Linked DNA regions of Sus scrofa: region 2 is linked to region 1. A link is a contact called in public HiChIP or PLAC-seq data. All regions are on one chromosome and are shown on one strand. Each heading gives the region's core, a stretch centred on a gene start, on an enhancer-like site or on the middle of the called end of the contact. The rest is flanking DNA. Distances are from core to core; before and after follow the strand shown. Region 1 has its middle 25 kb from the start of USP25. Region 2 overlaps USP25 (ubiquitin carboxyl-terminal hydrolase 25).

The links. HiChIP or PLAC-seq counts read pairs in DNA pulled down with a chosen protein or histone mark.
Region 2: an H3K27ac HiChIP or PLAC-seq map of skeletal muscle shows a contact between it and region 1. The contact joins two enhancer-like sites. A contact is called at or near these places in 2 of 47 Hi-C or Micro-C datasets (both in skeletal muscle) and 1 of 2 datasets of contacts at active chromatin or transcription factors (skeletal muscle).

The regions. Positions count from the first base shown.
Region 1 is chr13:180,542,434-180,549,264 of Sscrofa11.1, forward strand. It overlaps the pseudogene LOC110256265. Among named protein-coding and RNA genes, the nearest start is that of USP25, 25 kb to the right of the region's middle. Within about 2 kb of position 2,883, at least 1 of the 83 cell types and tissues checked has an H3K27ac peak or open chromatin away from gene starts, as enhancers often do. A contact at or near this core is called in skeletal muscle, where this site is marked.
Region 2 is chr13:180,700,070-180,706,900 of Sscrofa11.1, forward strand. It overlaps USP25 (ubiquitin carboxyl-terminal hydrolase 25), which reads left to right. Exons shown (of 24, transcript XM_021070825.1): 22 at 3,860-3,983. Among named protein-coding and RNA genes, the nearest start is that of USP25, 130 kb to the left of the region's middle. Within about 2 kb of position 2,547, at least 5 of the 83 cell types and tissues checked have an H3K27ac peak or open chromatin away from gene starts, as enhancers often do. A contact at or near this core is called in skeletal muscle, where this site is marked.

The DNA.
Region 1 (6,831 bases), core at 1,633-4,132:
GATAAGATATCAGATTATCATAGAGCCACTCAATGAGGAAATCCTTCATGATACTATACCAAAATAACAATCATTTAAACTTGGATAATGTTGGTGGCTTGTTGTAGCATCTGTCAGTGACTCTCTCATATTAACCAAAACCAAAAGACAAAAATAAAACTTTATTTGTAATGTCTGAAAGAAAAATATATCATTTTCCTTCTACCCTTCCATCCAGGTTCTTGACATATTAATTATTTTAAAAAGCATAAAAAGTTATTTAACCTAAGTTTTATATAACATAGGCACCTTCATAAGGAAGTGAAGACCCAAAGAAGCAGTGTTTATTGTTGTCATTTTCTTTTTACAGCCACACCTGTGGCATATGGAAATTCACAAGCTAAGCATTCAATTGGAGCAGCAGCTGCCGGCCTGTGCCACAGCCACAGCAACACCAGATCCAAGCCGCATCTGTGACCTACACTGCAGCTTGAAGCAATGCTGGATCCTTAACCCACTGAGTGAGGCCAGGGATCGAACCTGCATCCTCATGTTAGGTTAGGTTCTTAACTGGCTGAGCCACAATGAGAACTGCATGAAGAAGCACTGTTTTTATGGTGAGTTTGTTGAAGAATGACAAATCATGGGAAAATGTGACAGGATAAAAAGGGTCTGAGGTAAGTGAGGTGAACAGGAGGAAAGTTAACAGGATCTGTTCATTCACATTCAGAGATGAGGATGCTGCTTTCCTCCTGGTAGCAAGAGGGCACCTCTCACTTCGGGGTCTTATGACCTGCCTCAGAGAAGGGCAGAGAGTCCTTCCAGCACCTTCCATTTCTCAAATTCCTTCAACTTAAAATATTCAATACATCAAGGTGCCATATTTAAAGCCCATCCAAGTAACAATACTTTCCCTTTATTCCAGAAAAGTTTCAATAATCAAAATAATCCTGAGATTGTGGCACTAAATCTGATACAAAAAGTATTTTAGGTTAAGAAGCCAGAATAAGAAGTTTCATAAATGTACAGTGAAATGCTGAGCTTGAACAAAGTTTCCAGATACCATGAGTTATTTAAATAAATATATTAATGCTCAAAATAAACTGACAGAACAAAATAAATACAAATATTACTCTTGATTAATGGGAGTATAAATAATGTAACCTCTGAGGAAGATTGTATGAAATGGCAGTGATTGCTATTGTTATGTTTATTAATTGAAAGGAAACTGTTTCATAAATAACTAAAAACAATGTTCGCTGTTTCAACAGTGAAAATTGACAAAAACTAAAACATTAAGCTTCAACTCAGATTAAACCCGGACAGCTTTTAATTTCTTTTAAGTTTTAAAATATACTTCAATAAGATATTTAGTTCCAGTAGAATATTTTTATATCTCGCAATTAACTATTATTATGTGTGCTTACAAGTTTAGAAATATACAATTAGAAATAACAGGCTTCTGGGTTCATCTTTGACAGGTAAAGGATTTGGAAGTTGTCACTGCTGTCTTTACAATAGTGTAACAGAAAAAACTGGACCAACTGAAAATCCGTGGTGATTCTTGAACCTGTCAGAGACCTGAAGTCACTGGGCAAATTGCCAGGCAGAAATCTGAAGAGACAAGTTCATCTAGAGAGACACAGGTGAGACTTGCTGACCTTGAACAGAAGCTTCTGGAGCCATAAACTCGTAGGAACACTGAAAGGGTAATTTTGGTGAATGGCTGGAAGCAGATCGTGGAGTAAGATAAAACTGAGGAACTTCTACGGCTGCTGTCTGGAAAGGGCCCCACATTTTCATGGGCTCTGAGTCTGGTACCTCTACTAGGTTCTTACTGTGAAGATCCAAGAAAGAGCCCTGTGGCTCTGGTGGGGGAAGGAAGAATAATCATTGTGAAATAAACCAACAGTTTTGAATATAATGAGGATTATTATGCTTAAAACTCCTGGGGAAAGGATTTTTCAGAGCCTTTTCCCAGCTGGTGGAAGAGAAGTCCTTCCACTCCACCCCCTGTGGGCTTCCTGTCCCCCCTCCTTTTTTTTTTTTTTTTTTTTTTTGTCCTTTTGCCATTTCTAGGGCCACTCCTTCAGCATATGGAGATTCCCAGGCTAGGGGTCTAATCGGAGCTGTAGCCACCAGCCTATGCCGGAGCCCTAGCAAGGCGGGATCCCAGCCACGTCTGCAACCCATACCACAGCTCACGGCAACGCCGGATCCTTAACCCACTGAGCAAGGCCAAGGATCAAACCCACAACCTCACGGTTCCTAGTCGGATTCACTAACCACTGAGCCACGATGGGAACTCCCCGTTTCCCCTAAAGAACGAAAACAAGCAAACAAAACAACATTGTCAACAAGGATCAGAGGTTCATGGAAATAGATTGGGATGGCTGCAGTGCAGCCAGAAAAGGGAGTACAGAGCAGTGGGTAGGAGAAGCTGTACCATCTAGAAACACCTGTAAAGGTCACAGTCCAAGGAAAAGGACACTGAGATTTAATTGAAGGATCGTAGATGTGCTCCTTCACCCACACCAAACCACCACACCAACAGGGCTCCAGCAAAACAGTGGATTACACTTCTGAATCCTGTAAGAAGCAGACGCTCTCTGAGGAGACATACTCAGGGAAGCCCAATGTCAAGGGCAAAAACAAATTTGAATCCTGTAGACTCTATTGCTAGAGCAAAAATTAACATAAATCCTCACATTGCAGTCCTGTTTATCTCAGTTCTAATTATTCATACATATCATATTCACCTTTCACTACAAAATTACAAGGGCTGGCAAAGGCAGGAACAAACATAGTCTGAAAGTAACAGAGAAAGATTTAGAACCAGACTTAGATATAACACAGATTTGGGGATGCACAGACAGGGGATTGAAAATAACTCTGATGAGCCTTTCTACACTACCCAGAGAGGGCGGAGTTTCTCTTGTAACTGAGAGGGAAATTTTCACAATGTCCAGAGACCTTGAAATCCTCAAATTCTTTGCATCAGGAACCCATTTCGGTGGTACCAACCTTGGCTTCCACATGGAACAGTATGTCACAAGATGCATCTATATCATAAATCTGAAGGAAACCTGAGAGAAGCTTCTGCTGGCAGCTGGTACCATTGTTGCCTTTGAAAACCCAGCTGATGTCAGTGTTAGATCCTCCAGGAATACTGGCCGGTGAGCTGACCTCAAGTTTGCTGCTGTCACTGGAGCCACTCCTACTGCTGGCTGCTTCACTCCTGGAACTTGGAACCAAATCCAGGCAGCATTCCCGGAGCTGAGACATCTGGTGGTGACTGATCCCAGGGTTGACCACCAGCCTCTCACAGAGGCACCTCCTGCCTACCTTTGCTCTGTGATGCTCCTCTGTGCTATGTGGATGCTGTCATCCAGGCAACAACAAGGGAGCTCACTCAACCAGTCTGATGTAATGGATGCTGGCCCTGGCAATTCTGCGAGTGCATGGCACCATCTCCCAGGAACACCCATGGAAGGTCATGCCTGCTCCCTATCTACTTCTACAGAAATCCTAAAGTGATTGAAAAGGAAATACAGGGCACTGTTGGAAAGGCTCTGAACAAGGAGGAATTTCAGAGTGAATGCACTACTCCAGCTCCTGAGTTCACTGCTACTCAATCTGAGGTCGCAACCTGGTTTGAAGGAATAGAGGTGCCCTCTGTACCTTTTCAGTAGTTTTCTACTGAAGACTCGACTGCAGCTTCCACTTCTCAGGCCCCTGAATGCGTAGGAGCAAGACTTGAGTGGTCTTAAGCCATTTGTCCATAGGCTCTTAAACTGAAAATGGAAATAAGATGGATGGAAAATAAACAGTTTGTAAAGAATTTTTTTGAATGAAACAAAATGCTATGATTAATACAGTAAAGGTCCTAATGGAAAAAGAGGACAGAGGGGTGATGTAAGTAGAGAGATGGAAAATCTAGGAAAGAATCAAAAGGAAATATGAGAAGTTAAAAAAAAAATTGTAACATAAATGAAGAATGCTTTCCATGGGCTCAGCAGTATGTATGACACGGCCAAGGAAAGAATCGGTGAGCTTGAAGACAGATGGATACAAATAGTTCAGAGAATCCAAGGGTTGAAAGAGACATTAAAAGTTATTTAGGGGATTTCCCATTGTGGTGCAGCAGAAACGAATCTGACTAGTGTCCATGAGGATGCGGGTTCAATCCCTGGCCTCACTCAGTGGGTCAGGGATCTGGTATGGCCATGAGCTGTGGCGTAGGTTGCAGACACAGCTCAGATCCTGTGTTGCTATGGCTGTAGTGTAGGCTGGCAGCTGTAGCTCCAATTCAAACCCTAGCCTGGGAACCTCCATATGCTAGATGTGTGGCCCTAAAAAGCAAAAAAAAAAAAAAAAAAAAAAAAGAGGTATTTAGCATATCTTTTCATTTCCTTCTGAAAAGTTGGGTTAAAATACATTCTCCTTTCTGATGGTATGCCAGTGATATACATAATTATCTAACTCTTTCTGTCAAGACTATTGCAAAAAAAACCCATATCATTTTGACACAACTAACAGATTAAAAACCCTTAGGCATTAAAATACTATTTGCTTCTAACAAGCAATGCAGCACCCAAGTTACACATATTTGTGATTTAATTTGGAGAAGTGGAACATGATTTTCCCACTATTGCATATTATTCTGACCGATTCTTTTTTAACATATTTGCACTGTCATTCTTATACTAAATGTCCTACACTCTTTACACTGTACTTTTTATACTCTATGCCTACTGCTACTGTGATCCTTTCTGGCATTAAGGATCAGTTGTCAAACATTGGAACTAAAAGCTCTTATTTATGGCCTTGCCTCCTTGGACTCCAGTATTTAACGTCACTCTGTCAGTGTTCGATTTCAGTCCAGCTGTTCATGTTTGCACATTCAGGTAACTTGCTTCCAAATATTCATGACACTGAACTATTGAAGGTCAAGTTATACTAAATAGACTTTTAAATATATTGTAATTTCAGAAGAATAGTGCCTCATTTTCTTAAGATTATTAGCTTTTCCTGGTTTTGTTGAATGAAACTGGTCTTTAAGCTTTTAGTCACATCATGGACTCATATGTGAAATTCTGTGCTAGTGTAAAGATGGCTAAGAAGAGGTGGCTCCCGTCTTCAAGACATGAGCAAGCTAGAACTGTGGTATTAGAGTCACCTTGGACGCTTTTAAAATTGTATCATTCAGGCTGGAGTTGAAGCCCAGGCATATATTTCTACAGAGCTTCTCAGATAATTTTAATGTGCCACCAGGATTAAATGACTGAACTATATAGTGAGAAATATATTGTGCAAATAAATTTGAAAATGATAGATAAGAATGTCACACACACACACACACAGAGCACTCATGAGATTTCAGAGGGTGAGGAATTTATATCCAACAGAGAAATTAGCCACAAATCTTTCTGAGATTAAAAGGCTGTAAACATTTGGAGAGAAATAACTGACTGAGTCGAGATGCATTCCTAGCAGGCGGACAATAATACTGAAGGAAGCCAAAGAAATACACTTTCAATGACCCTTTGAGCCATATGAGAGGAAACAGGCCCAGAAGAGATTACTGCAAGGAATTGTGGAAAGTAAGATGAGACAGCAAACAAAGGCAGCTCAAATTGAGAAGATCTTAAAAACTTGAATTTCAGCGTGATGTCATTACAAAGCCCTTCTTAGGAGTTCCCATCATGGCGCAGTGGTTAACAAATCCGACTAGGAACCATGAGGTTGCGGGTTCAATCCCTGCCCTTGCTCAGTGGGTTAAGGATCTGGCATTGCCGCGAGCTGTGGTGTAGGTTGCAGACGCAGCTCGGATCCTGCGTTGCTGTGGCTCTGGTGTAGGCCGGTGGCTACAGCTCCGATTAGACCCCTAGCCTGGGAACCTCCATATGCGGCATGAGCGGCTCAAGAAATGGCAAAAAGACAAAATAAATAAATACATAAATAAAGCCCTTCTTAAATAGTTGTTTTTGTTGTTGTTGTTGTTGTTGTTTTGTATTTCTTAACTATCTGTAAACTTAAATTCATGATCCTGTTACCCAGCTTACATATTAAACATTATTAACACAGTTGAAATCCCTGGACTCCCTCTCCTAATCTTAACTGTCCCAACCTCTGCAGAACTGATCGTCACCCTAAATTTGGTGTTTATTATTCTCATACATTGCTTAATACTTAGATGCACATGGGGCTTATGTTCCTAAACAAAACCAATTTTTCAACTTGAAAACGCATTGTAAAATATTGAAGCGGAGTTCCTGTCGTGGCACAGTGGTTAACAAATCCAACTAGAAACCATGATGTTGCGGGTTCAATCCCTGGCCTTGCTCAGGGGGTTAAGGATCCGGCGTTGCCGTGAGCTGTGGTGTAGGTCACAGATGTGGCTCGAATCCCGTGTTGCTGTGGCTCTGGCGTAGGCCAGCAGCTACAGCTCTGATTCGACCCCTAGCCTGGGAAACTCCATATGCCGCAGGAGCAGCCCTAGAAAAGGCAAAAGGACAAAAAAAAAAATATATATATATATATATATATATATATATATGGGAATAAATACAGCATTTTGGAAAAAGCTGTTTTCAGAACATTGAGCCCAGCCATGACATAAAGGAAGTTTTTGTGTCGGCTGGAAGCATTTGGACTAGAGAATAAAATGATTCCTTTCAGAGAAAGGAATGGACATCAAGGAATGGGAAGGAGGTCTTAGTGCTTTAGATAAGGAATAAAGAATGGGGAAGCGGGATGAGTTGAAGATACTCACTTTGACCCTAAGAGATTGGAAACATGATGTGATGTTGACAGAATGCATGAATAAATTCATGAATCATGGAGGAGGAA
Region 2 (6,831 bases), core at 1,297-3,796, 160 kb after region 1:
AAATGGAATCCTTTGATTCATTCTCCAGCCTCCGCCTTCTAGTCATTAGACTTTTTCCTATTCTTTCTGAGTTTAATCTTGACTTCAGATTATAGATTGTGTTTCTAATCTGTCTCTTTGTTCTGAACTTCAGGTACTATAAAAAAATATACCTGTAGAAAACTGAACACTTGTCTTCTAAATACTGTGACTACAAATATTCTAGATTACTTTTCCTACCAATTACAGATGATTTTAAAGGGATCTCTGCTTATTCAATTATAATTATTGTTATTGAGAAGAAAGGATATTGACTTGTTGACCATTATAAATTATTCACTGATATGCATTTACTTATTAACCACATATTGCTTAATTTACATGCTTTAACTTTAATTTACTTGACCAGTGAATTTTTAAGTGCTATATTTTATTTTTTTTAAATATACCATAATATTGCAGCCAAGTAAAAGGGGTGTTTCTTTTTTTTTCTTTTCTTTTTTATAGTGTAAAGTATAAGAAACTTGCATTGAGGTAATAATGCTATTTTTTTTTTTTAAATGGCAGCGTCAGCTATTACCGTCCAGCATGGTGGCCGCGAGCTGCGAGCCACATGTGACAATTTAAATTGAAATTAATTTAAAATTTCAGTCTAAAAATTCAGTTCCTCAGTCACTAGCCACATTTCAAATGTTCACTAGCCACCTGTGGCTAGTGGCTACTCTTTTGGCCAGCACAGATGTACCACTTCCATTATTGCAGAAAGTTCTGTTGGACATTGCACAGTGTCATCATTTTTACACTTATCAAAATCTTAAAAATTAACACACAAAAGTAAAAAATAATGTTAATACTTGGACACAAATAATCGAAGTCCTAGTCATATAATTTATAAGATAATTCACTTTGGTCTCTGAAGTGGAAAACCATTTTGATCAATAGCTCTGTTTTATAAATTAATATTTTGGTCAAAGTTTTATTTCTTTAATAAGACTATTCAAATATGCTTTTGGATTTTGGAGATTCAGTTTTCTGAGAAAAATGTTAATATGGTTTTACAATTGAATAGAGCGTCTAAAAGGCATTTATACTTTATTGATAAAAAAACTGATCCACAATGATGCAATAACTTTGTTATGGTCACACAACTAATTAAGGGAGAGAAAAATTAAAATAGGGACCTCTGTATTCTTGTATAATTTAATGAAATCAGAAAGGATAAAATGTATTCATAATCTCAATAAGAATTAAAAAGGTGAAACTCATTCTCATGCTGCATATTTTCTCTAAGCTTTTCTGAGTTAACATTTGTTAAAGGATTTTAAATATAATGTGGAAGTATGTTTATATTTCATAATTTGTTTATTCTTAAATGTATTCTTGTGATAAAGGGAATATTAGAGTAGCAAATGTTTACTAAATTTGAAAGATCAACTAGGAAATTAGTAATGGTGACAATATTTATGGAATATTATAAAAAGAAATGTTAATTTTACCACTTTAAATACAGCGGTTACCATAGCTAGCAGTATATAAAACATTGCCAAAAGGTTCTATCAGACTTATTTTTAATGAAAATATAACACTTTCATTCTGTCGTGGTGCAGTGGTTAACGAATCCGACTAGGAACCATGACGTTGTGGGTTCGATCCCTGGCCTTGCTCAGTGGGTTAAAGATCTGGCGTTGCCGTGAGCTGTGGTATGGGTTGCAGACACGGCTCGGATCCTGCGTTGCTGTTGCCCTGGCGTAGGCCGGTGACTACAGCTCCGATTCAACCCCTAGCCTGGGAACCTCCATATGCCACGGGAGTGGCTCACAAAAAAAAAAAAAAAAAAAAAAAAGAAAGGAAATATAACACTTGAAAGCTATGAATGGAATATTTATTGACAGGCCATCATTACTTCTGTGAGTAGTGAAATAAAACCATGTTTTTAGAAACCATAATTTTACAGTAGTAAAAGTTGAAGAGAAAGAGAATCCATCAGGCTACATGGTCTTGTTTTATCTTAAAAAAGAATTTGGTAACTATACTGCTGAATTTTATTCTCATTTACTTAAAAATATGTTTATAGGCACTTTAAAGGTTGATAAAATGTGGAACATTTTGTATGCCTAACTAGAAGATTGGAACAAGGTCATGGTTTCAGAGCTATTCTCAGAGAGATGAGTCAGGACTAGAAAGCCAGATATGGATGTCATTCGGGGAAGACCTTTTAATAGGAAGCTTAAATAGCTGTAAGAGATAAGGTAGATGTGCCAGCAAACTAACTCAATTTAGTGGCGTAAAACAACATTTAATATTATTATCACTTTCTAAACAATAAAAAAAGCTTAAGCTGAGCTTATACCCACAGTATTTCAAAATAAAAGTTCATATCCTAAATTTCCTCAAAAACAAATTCCTGGGAAAAACCATTTTCAAAAAAAATGTTTTAAAGGACTTATTTTTGAAGTTCACATTGTGGCTCAGGGGGTTAAGGACCTGACTTTGTCTCTATGAGGATTCAGGTAGGATTCAGGTTTGAACCCTGGCCTCACTCAGTGGGTTAAGAATCTGGTGTTGCCATAAATTGTAGTGTAGGTAGCAGATGCAGCTTGGATCCTTTTTTGCTGTGGCTGTGGTCTAGGCCTAAGCTACCCTCCAAATCAACCCTTAGCCCAGGAATTTCCATATGACTCAGATGTGGCCATAAGAAAAGAGAACTTACTTTTTATGAAATAGTTTCACTCACATGTAGTTTGATTTGTCATGAATATGTACATTAATTCCCACATGGTTGTACATTTAACATTTGAACCATGGAATTGACTTGTATCTGAGCACCTGAAATTAAGTAGTAAACAGTAACACTTTTTTTGCAGTGTAACTTAGAGTTTTAGAATATTGTTTCTGTACAGTATTTCACTTTTTAGGATGTTGCATTTTTCTGAATCTGTGAGAAGATGTATTATGATTGAAAAACTGACACATAGGAGAAAGCTTAAAATATCTTTCATATTTAGTTATGCAAATATATAGCTGTGTGTGTATATATATATTTTTTTCCCCCATGGCATGTTAGGAGAAGAATAATCATTTTAGAGACAAATGTAATACACAAACATTTTCCTCCTCTTCCCTTTTTAAAACCTAGTTGGAAGGTCATAAACATATATTCGTAACATACCAATATATTAAATATAAAACAAAGGCAGGCCCTTGCATGCCTTTAATTTGGTGTTTTGTTTGTTTGGATCCCACTAGATTTCCCAGATTTAGAAGCATTTTTTACTCTCTCTCCTTCCACCATTTGCTTTGAATGTTCTCCTCTGTGTTACATTTTTCTCAACGACTACAACTGTGCCCTTGCATAGAAAAAAAACAAAAACAAAAACAAAACCTGACTAAAAAGTAGTCACTGAATGAACCAGACCAAATGATGTTTGTGATAAAGAAACAAAGTAATCTGATCTTCCCTCAAACAAAAACTGCATTATGTTGTTAAAAAAAAGATTGTTGATTTTCACATCAGTGTTAATTTTGAGTATAAATGAAAATAAATACCGAAGAATCAAGAAGGAACTCCGAATCATCAATTATGGCCTTTTTCTCCCAGACTTTTCTTAATTACTAGCTCTATTTTTTGTTCTGGTGGTGTTTTGTATGTTTGTTTTACTTTTAAGACATTACTGGTATCAGATGTGGCTGTTGCAGGAAAAAAAAAAAAAAAAAAAAAAAAAACCTCTCAGGCATATAGTACATCATCAGCTATTTTTTTATTGTAATGTTCTGGATGGATGATCAAAATTTAAATGTATACTTAAAGTGTTGTATAATCGTAGTTGACTTTTTTTTCAGAGATAAAATTCTAATGCTATACATTTTTTAAATTTTTAAGTTATATAGATTCCTTGCTGTTCCTTATCTGTGCTTATCAGAATAACAAAGAACTCTTGTCCAAAGGCCCGCACAGAGGACATGATGAAGAACTGATATCACATTATAGAAGAGAATGTTTGCTCGTAAGTAGAATGTGTGTTTGCTTTCATTTTGTCTTATATTGAGCAGTTTTCTAAGCTCAAGTATAAGTGACTGACTATAAATTCTAATGGGGAAGCGTCAGGAGGATGTCTGTAATCTGGGTTGACTCCCTTGAGGTTGGAGAATACACCCAGTTCTTTATTCCTTCTTCTTTAAGGATCTTAAGTTTTACAGGTGATAAACCAGAAATGTTCCTAAAATGGGATCGCAGTAATTACATTTTTATATTTTGATTTCTTCATCATTCTGCCATTCCCTTTTTTGATGAGAAAAGAGAGGCTGAGCACCATGATGAATTATTACTATTATTCCATGTGCTAGAATATTACTGTTGTTACAAACTTTGAAAAATCTTCTTACAGTTTTTTTGCACCAGTGTACTCACTAGATATTTGTAATACTTGGTTAATGTTTCTTGAATCAGCTAACCTTTATGTATAAAATCACAAATTCCATCTTTATACACTTTTTAAATTGGATTTCATTTAACTTTTAACATCACTCTATAGATTGCAAACTTCTAAATTGAGATTTTTTTCTATAAGTATATAAAGGTATTCAAGAATATTTGCCTTCTGAACTATATAGGTTACATGGTTTATGTATACTTTAAAAAAAACTATAAGTACTTAATGCTGTTGAAATGTTTGCTTTCAGTAGAACTACATAATATGTGTTAATTGTTGTCTGCCATATGTCTTCAAATTTATTGGATTGGGAATATTAGAAGCTTGTGATCTTATTCTTTTTCACTCAGCTTATTTTACTGCATTTGAGTGTGTATTAAAACTTTTGAATTGTTGATAGTTTGTATCCACCAAGGATGGTATTCTTAATTTGGTCTGTTTCAAGAGGATTTTAAATCAGCCTCCAAAGGAGCACCTAATATATATATTTCAACTTAAGAAAGTACAAAGTTTTATGTAATTATTAAAATTCTGCATTGAATAGACCAAAGCAGTTTTTCATTTAAAAAATATTGCAGTGTTGGAATATTGATATATTTTGACAAAGCCATTTTTAAAAATAAATACAGCCAAAACTTGATGGTTACTCTGAGACATTAGAAAAGTGGTAGAATGTGTTTCTTTCATCATTCTATGTTAGTAAACCAGTCACACTATGTTGTTTCACATAGGAATTTAAATGAAAGCTCAGGATTATTTTAGTGTTCCTTTCAGGTTTTTTCATATTGAGTGTTTACTGAGTGTCAAATTCTGAGGGACACAATGATAAGTGAGACCCATTATTTATCCTGAGAGAATTCAGTCTGGTGAGAGATACACACAGATAATTTTTATATTCCAGAATAAATGTTATTAAAGTTCCCATCGTGGCTCAGTGGAAACGAATCTGACTAGCATCCATGAGGACACAAGTTTGATCCCTGGTCTTGCTCAGTGGGTTAAGGATCCAGCATTGCTGTGAGCTGTGGTGTAGGCCACAGACATGGCTCGGATACTGTGTTGCTGTGGCTGTGGTGAAGGCCAGCGGCTATATCTCTGATTTGACCCCTAGCCTGGAAATCTCTATATGCCACGGGAGTGGCTATTAAAAAAAAAAACCAATAAGTGTTATCATGAGAAATGTGCAAAATAATATATGCCTAGAATTGTTGGGAAGAAGACTGAGATAAACACTGATCTGGATTGTGATGGAAAAATAGGAATTTTATGCTCGGAAAGAAGGGAAAAGAACATTCCAGAAAAAGAGATATCATATGAAAAGGCATGGAAAGTATACAACAGGAGATAAAGATAAATCCATTGTGGCTAAGTTATGAGGAGCAGGGTTTGGTAGAAGTGATGAAGCTAACAGTACTTGTTGATGTCAGATTTTGAAGAAGCTTAGGTGCCATTCTAATGAGCTGGCACCAATGTAAAGTTTGACTGAGTTTGGCATGTTGAGGTTTGTTTTTAGAAAATGACTCTGGCAGTAGCATAATAGAAGATTGACTGGAAAGGAGTCAGAATGAAGAACCCTAGAGGAGACAGACAGGAAAGAGGACAAGAACCTGAACTAAGGCAGAAGTGTACTGGGTATGAAGGAGAGGGTGTAGAAGATTGTAAAGGAAATGAGAGCAAGAACTCAGTAACTAATAGATGAAGTAGAGGCATTAAACCTGCCTGGACTCAGTAACTAAAAGATGAAATTGAGGCATTAAACCTGTCTGACTTACTAGCTTTGGCTTTGGGGACTTTTAAGAAGGTGGATAAAGTTGGCTTTGGACATACCGTGTTTAAATTGTTTGGAGGACATGTTTACAAAACATGCTTCTGTTTTTGTGTTTTTGGCTGCAACTGCAGCATGTGGAGGTTCCCAGGCCAGGGGTGAAACCCGTGGCACAGTTGCAGCCTGTATGCGCCACATGGGAGCTTCAAAACACATGGCTATGTTTTGATTTAGTGTACTTAACATCAATTTTTGGAATAATGATATGTCTTTAAGTGCATGTTATATAGATTACACTAGATACTTAAAGGCTTATCTCATTTCATTCTCTTAACCACTGTGTAAGGAAGGTAATAGTATTCCATTTTTCATATGAAAATGAAGCTAAGAGCAAGCTTTGTGTTTGCTGAAGAGTACTTAGTGGCTGAATTAGACTTTCACCGTAATCCTACAGAGTCAAGATAAATGGCACAGGAATGACATAAACATCAGAAATATATCTATATATTTTTGTATTTGAAATTCAGCTTAAAACTGTGAGGACTATTTAAAAATTATATTTATCATTCTATAAACATAAGATTTCAGAATAAACCTTATTATACCTGTATCTTTTATCTGTCTCCTATGTCTGTATTTATCTCATGGATTTCTTTC